Linked DNA regions of Rattus norvegicus: region 2 is linked to region 1. Evidence: chromatin contacts called from public Hi-C data. All regions are on one chromosome and are shown on one strand. The core of a region is the stretch at or near the end of the contact, and the rest is flanking DNA. Distances in the headings are between cores, read along the strand shown.

What was found. Hi-C and Micro-C count contacts between places; a contact is called where the count stands out from the background.
Region 2: a Hi-C map of frontal cortex shows a contact between it and region 1, with 1.9 times the contacts expected there. The contact joins two enhancer-like sites. A contact is called at or near these places in 2 of 12 Hi-C or Micro-C datasets (frontal cortex and prefrontal cortex).

What each region holds. Positions count from the first base shown.
Region 1 is chr13:91,380,780-91,383,479 of GRCr8, reverse strand. The region is part of intron 13 of Sdccag8 (SHH signaling and ciliogenesis regulator SDCCAG8); the gene reads right to left. Among named protein-coding and RNA genes, the nearest start is that of Sdccag8, 95 kb to the right of the region's middle. Within about 2 kb of position 1,434, at least 30 of the 93 cell types and tissues checked have an H3K27ac peak or open chromatin away from gene starts, as enhancers often do.
Region 2 is chr13:91,448,971-91,451,670 of GRCr8, reverse strand. The region is part of intron 16 of Sdccag8 (SHH signaling and ciliogenesis regulator SDCCAG8); the gene reads right to left. Among named protein-coding and RNA genes, the nearest start is that of Sdccag8, 160 kb to the right of the region's middle. Within about 2 kb of position 1,335, at least 25 of the 93 cell types and tissues checked have an H3K27ac peak or open chromatin away from gene starts, as enhancers often do.

The sequences.
Region 1 (2,700 bases), core at 185-2,684:
TCAGCAAAGGACGACTTCAGGAAGGAATAGACCGATGGCTTTCCCTCTCAAGACAAAGACTAAGACTAGAAAAGAGGAAGCACCATATTTAACAAAGTACTCTCTGTAGCCTTAATTCATCAACGCTATAACCTTGCCAAAGGAGGCTAGCTAGAGGACTGGACCGTGCCCTCAGCTGCCCTCAAGTTTTCTAGACTAAGCATTGTGATGATTGATTATTGTTATTATTTTTATTGTTATTATTATTACTATTATTATTACTATTTTACATGACTTCGTTTTAAAGCATTGAGGTCTCTGAACAGACAGAAGCACAGTCTCTATCTCTAATTTCCAGAACTCTGTGTTAACGGGATTTTACATATCCGTGCATCTCAACAAGCCTCAGCTACTCTTTGTAGGAAATGAAGGGCAGTTGACAGAACAAGGACACGTCAAAATCAAGCCAAGCCAGCCTGCTGAAGCACACGGGATTGATCCGCTTCTGGAAGGCAGGCAAGGGCCACCCGCTCACCAGCCTCCAGCCTCTACATGTGCCACTAGGACATGGCACTTTGTTTTCCATGTCATGTACCAAATATTAGTACATTTGTACAAAGTTACCCTTCGGCCTCTGGGTCCATTCTTTTAGTAAATCTTTTAGTCAGAAACAGGCTCTGATAAAGACAGCAAAGTTTTCAAGGCTGGCTCTTAGAGTACCTTCTCTGGAGAAGGAATCCCTCCTAGACCTCAAAACACAAGCAACCCATTTTTTCTTTCCTTGTAAACCCCAGGACGTGAGAAAGATACTCAGTTCTCTCCATGGTGATAGAAGTGTGCTTGCTAGAGGCCATACTGAGCCACTGTGGAACGTCGATTCCACTTAGCTAGATGTCTACCTGACAGGCTGCTCCAAAATGTTGCTTTAACCCATGACTTAATACTTGCTCTGAGCTGAAACTGACTGCATTCCACCCCAGCCCCAGTGCGGGCTTACACGGTCTGGACAGCAGTGTGTTTCCCATGAGGCTGACTTCGGTCTGGGTCAGGTCACTGAGGAGACCAAAACATTTCCCAGCCTCTTAAACCATCTCAAGATTCTTACGAAGCTTGCTGTCTTGGATTTATCAATCAATGACTCACTGTGTAATAAGCAAGTGGTTATCAAATAAAAAAGGAGCACTGTCTGACAACTGACCTACTAACCAAACCCAGGGAGGAGGGAGGTGGTGGGTGAGGATATTAGACACCATTAAACTGATGACTTGTTTCCTTCCCTCCATTTATCTACCGTAGGAGGGAGGACAGAACTTCCTCTCAGAAGCGCTCTGACTTGGGAGCATTATTCTAGCACACACTGCTGCCTTCCCTTCCATTTTCACTGAACTTCATGCTCCTTGTTGTTGAGTCAGGCAAGCAGTGTGGGTAAGCTTTCTCGGTTCCCTCTGGGCTTCTTCAGGAAATGAGCTGGCTGCTGCCGCCACCATGCTCCAGGCTGTGGGCCTGAGTGGCAGGGGAGAAGGGAGCGTCCCCAGTGTCGATTTTCAGTGCACACACATTTGGGCATTGCAGAACTGAGGGGAGCGAGCCAGGAACATTGAACAGAACCTGCAGACACACATTGGCTGGCAGCCGCTAACTCAAGCCTCTGCCCCGGGCCACGCCGAGACCAGGGTGTCGCGCCTGCCAGACAGGTGGAGAGCCCATGCACAGGCAGTGTGGTGTCCACCAGAGCCTCTGTTTTCCTGGCTCCTTGACAGCCTACTTTCCCCGATACTGGGTGGGGGAGAAAAAGAGGATGCAATTTATAACAGCACCAAGGCCATCTATTTTGAGCCTTGAAGATGTTGGTTGCACATATATTCATTTAAAATTATTTTTGACACGTTCTCTGCTTAATTTATTCATGAAAGGAGTACAAGAGAGGGAAAATGAGCTTAACTTTTAAATGGAAACTTTAGGTTAAAAATTCTTGAATAAAACTCAAGTGGAAAAAACTGAAGTTAACCATGCAACATAAAGAAACACACTGATGCTACAGGTCTTCTTCAAATGCAGAAGCAGGGCGCAGAGCTGGGACCTAAGCTAATTAACAGATGCTATTTCCTTCTCCCTTTCCTCCCTTAACGGTAAAGAGCAGAGGTAAATTTATGCTAAACACCTGATGTCATGCTTGGTGATGGGGGGCTGAAAATAAAGAGAGGGCTTGATTCTGGCCTCTGAGCTTAGATTTTACAACCTTCCAAGTCTACATAGCTCTAAATTATGGGGTTTTTAAAAAACTTGTTTGTTTTTATACATGTGTGTGTGTGTGTGTGTGTGTGTGTGTGTGTGTGTGTGTGATTGTAGCATCTAATGGCCATCTTCAAGCCCTCCTTTTCTTTCCCTTCCTCGTTGTACTTCCAAACTTCCCCTTACAGGACTCATCCTCTTCATATATTTAGGAATGTTCTCCATGGAACTCCATGTTAGCCCTGACACACAGAGCATCTCAAACTGCTTATAATTAACCAGGTTTGTTTGAACTCCTGATCACTTATAAAGCACTAGTTTTATAAACATTTGATACACTAAAAGTTATGCACACTAATTAAACTGCTTATCAATTAAAAAAAACACCCACTCAAGTTTTAAAGATCGCACTCATTACCACTGTTGCCATTTGAATTTACATGGGTGCTATGGTTATGTGTAGCTCAGTGGTCACTGTGTACACAGCAT
Region 2 (2,700 bases), core at 86-2,585, 68 kb before region 1:
CGCCAGTTTGCAGATGATCCCCACCCCTAACCCGGCTCTCTCCTGCTCCAACCCAGTTACAGAGGCCCTGGCTCCCATGCTTCTCTCTGCAGGAGGTTGTGTGTTGTACAATGGACAAAGAAGAATGCGCTGTCACAGCTCACGTCCTAAGAGACGCTGTGGTAGACACATACTTTACACAGCTCTGATTTTTCATGTTTTTATTATTGTGGTGTGCATGAATATATATGAGTATGGTATGTGTGTGCACCTGTGTGTCTGCATGCATGCGTGGTACATGTGGAGATTTAGAAAACAAGTCTGTGGAGTTGTTTCTCTCCTTCTACCTTTATGGGGGTTCTGGGTATCGAACTCGTCTAGACCACCAGGCTTGCACAGCGAGTGGCTTTATTTACTGAACCACATGGTCAGTCAGTTTTAACCTACAAGCTGCTTCCTTTCCTTGCTTCTATTTGGGGGAGGGGCTGTACAGCTGGGGTCAGACAAGACAGGCGAGGCATCAATATTCAGTATGCTCTGTTCCCACAGGGCTCAGAAAGACCAGGAACTGACCAGTCACTCTCAGCTCTCAAAGTTTAATGAAATTTTGCTTAATGATTCTCTCAGGTCAACCCACTGCTTCCTTGGCTGTCCTTAGCCATTTGACCTTCTAAGCCAACTTTTGACACATCTGAGCCTCAGAGTTAGTTATGTACCCTAGAGGGAGTAGACCTAACTTTTCTGGCCACTCTAGATTTTGCTGCTTGTACAAAGTTCCCCACTCAGCAACAGAGCACAATGCTTGCCTTGCAATGACCATGTGCTGCCTGCGCCCCAGGCCTCACTGCTCAGCTTATGCTCATTCTGAACTGTAAAACAGCATCTGAGCTCCTGGGTGAGCCAGTGGATGTCAGGTGTGGCCCAACAGCCCAGTGACGTCACTGGTAGAGACAGGGAGATCTCCATTAGTGGCAGGCTCTGCTCTCACGGGCTCCTGGCGACCTTCACAGCATCTCCTGGAGTCAGGATGGAAACACCGGCCCTTGGGAGTTAGACAGGCTTCCTGCAGAAGGCATTTGTCCCGGCCCTGAGAACTGTAGGACTGAGCCTGGAGCCCTGTGGAGGACAGAGGGACAGCACACAAGAGCAGGCCTGCAACATGGCTAATTAATTACCAAATTGGGGGCAGAGAGGAGAGTTCACAGGGGCCTAGAGCCCAGGAGAACCTAGGCATGTAATTAACAGTTGAAAAGTTCTAGTCAATTCTCAGAGTTCCAAGAACATTAAAAGCATACATAATGCTGCAGGGAGGGAAGCAGCCGCCGCCCCAGGGCCAATCGCCTCTCCAGCAGCGGCAGGGCTGCTCCCCTGCTCCCAGGACTGTTTGTTCCATTACACAATCTCCTGAAGCCATTTAGAGAGAGCTCAAACAACTGCCTGTACCAACGCGACACATGGCTTCCCATTCCGACTCTTTGCTAATCCAGACGCTGCAGCCATCTTTCTTTAAGATGCCATATGGTTGGCAGAAGCCTGCAGATCTAGCAGCACATCTGCTCTGCCTTGCTCCTTCCCTTGCTCCACCCCCAACAAAGGAGGGCTAGGGAGGCAGCCCATGAGGAGGGCTCCCGTGCCCCTGCCCGGCTGGAGCTCCTCTCACACACTGTAGCACAGCAAAGCTTTTAAGGGATGACTAGGAACTATTTGGGGGTCCACCATTTTTAACATTGGGGCATGGTGATTTTCTTTTCTTTTTTCTTCTTTTTGGTCTACTGATGATCTAAAAACAAGATTTGAAAAATAAAACATAGAATCTTGTTTCCCCCAAATTTGATTATTTTAAAGCCGGTTCTGAATGGTCTCCTGTGATTCTTGCAATGCAGTCTTCTACCAGAGAGCCTCCACCCTTGCTTGAGTAGTTTCTTTTTGGTCAAGGAAGACAGACTCACTGAGGGAGGAACAGATCCTGAGCTGGCTTTGTTAGCTAGCATAGCGGCTGTATGCTAATGAGGCAGCTCCACAAGGGGCTTTTTTGGTGTGATGAGCAGAGACTGTTGACACTGTTGAAATCCTGGCTCTCCTGGCCTGTGAGTCCATGGGCTGTCTCCTTGGAATCTGGCCCCCAGTGAGACAGTCTATTCAACTGTCTGATGACTGAAACCTGGCTCTCTCTAACTCTGAACAGTTTGAGGGTGGGGGAGAGGGTAGAAAATAGTCTATCAGGCCCATGGTCAAAAAGACATCAGTGAAACCGACAGAGTTCTTCTGCACAGATACATAAGACAGATAGATCCTTGGGGACAAAGGCCATAATGAACAGAGTCCTGAGAAGTGCGGGTGAGGGGTACAGTGACACTCAGCACATGGGGCTGCCCCCACTGCCACATGAGGAGCAAACTAAATGTCTGACCTCCTCGTAATTTGGTTTGCACCTTGTGTTGGTTAACCACACGCCATTCTTCATGTCTGTGGGAATGTGGTAAAGTCAGAAAGGAAGTGACTATCCTGCTGCGGCCAAAGACGGAGAGCAGGGGAGGGGAGAGACACGCCTTGGATGCTGCACATGCTGTCTGAAGCATGACTTTCCTTGTCCAGAGACCATGACAGACAGATTCTCATTTCAGTTTGACAGAGGAGGAGACTTATGTTTGGAAGGAGGGAAGGAAACAACATCAAGGAAAAGCCTTTAGCAAACTTCTATAGGTAGGAAGTTTCCAAATT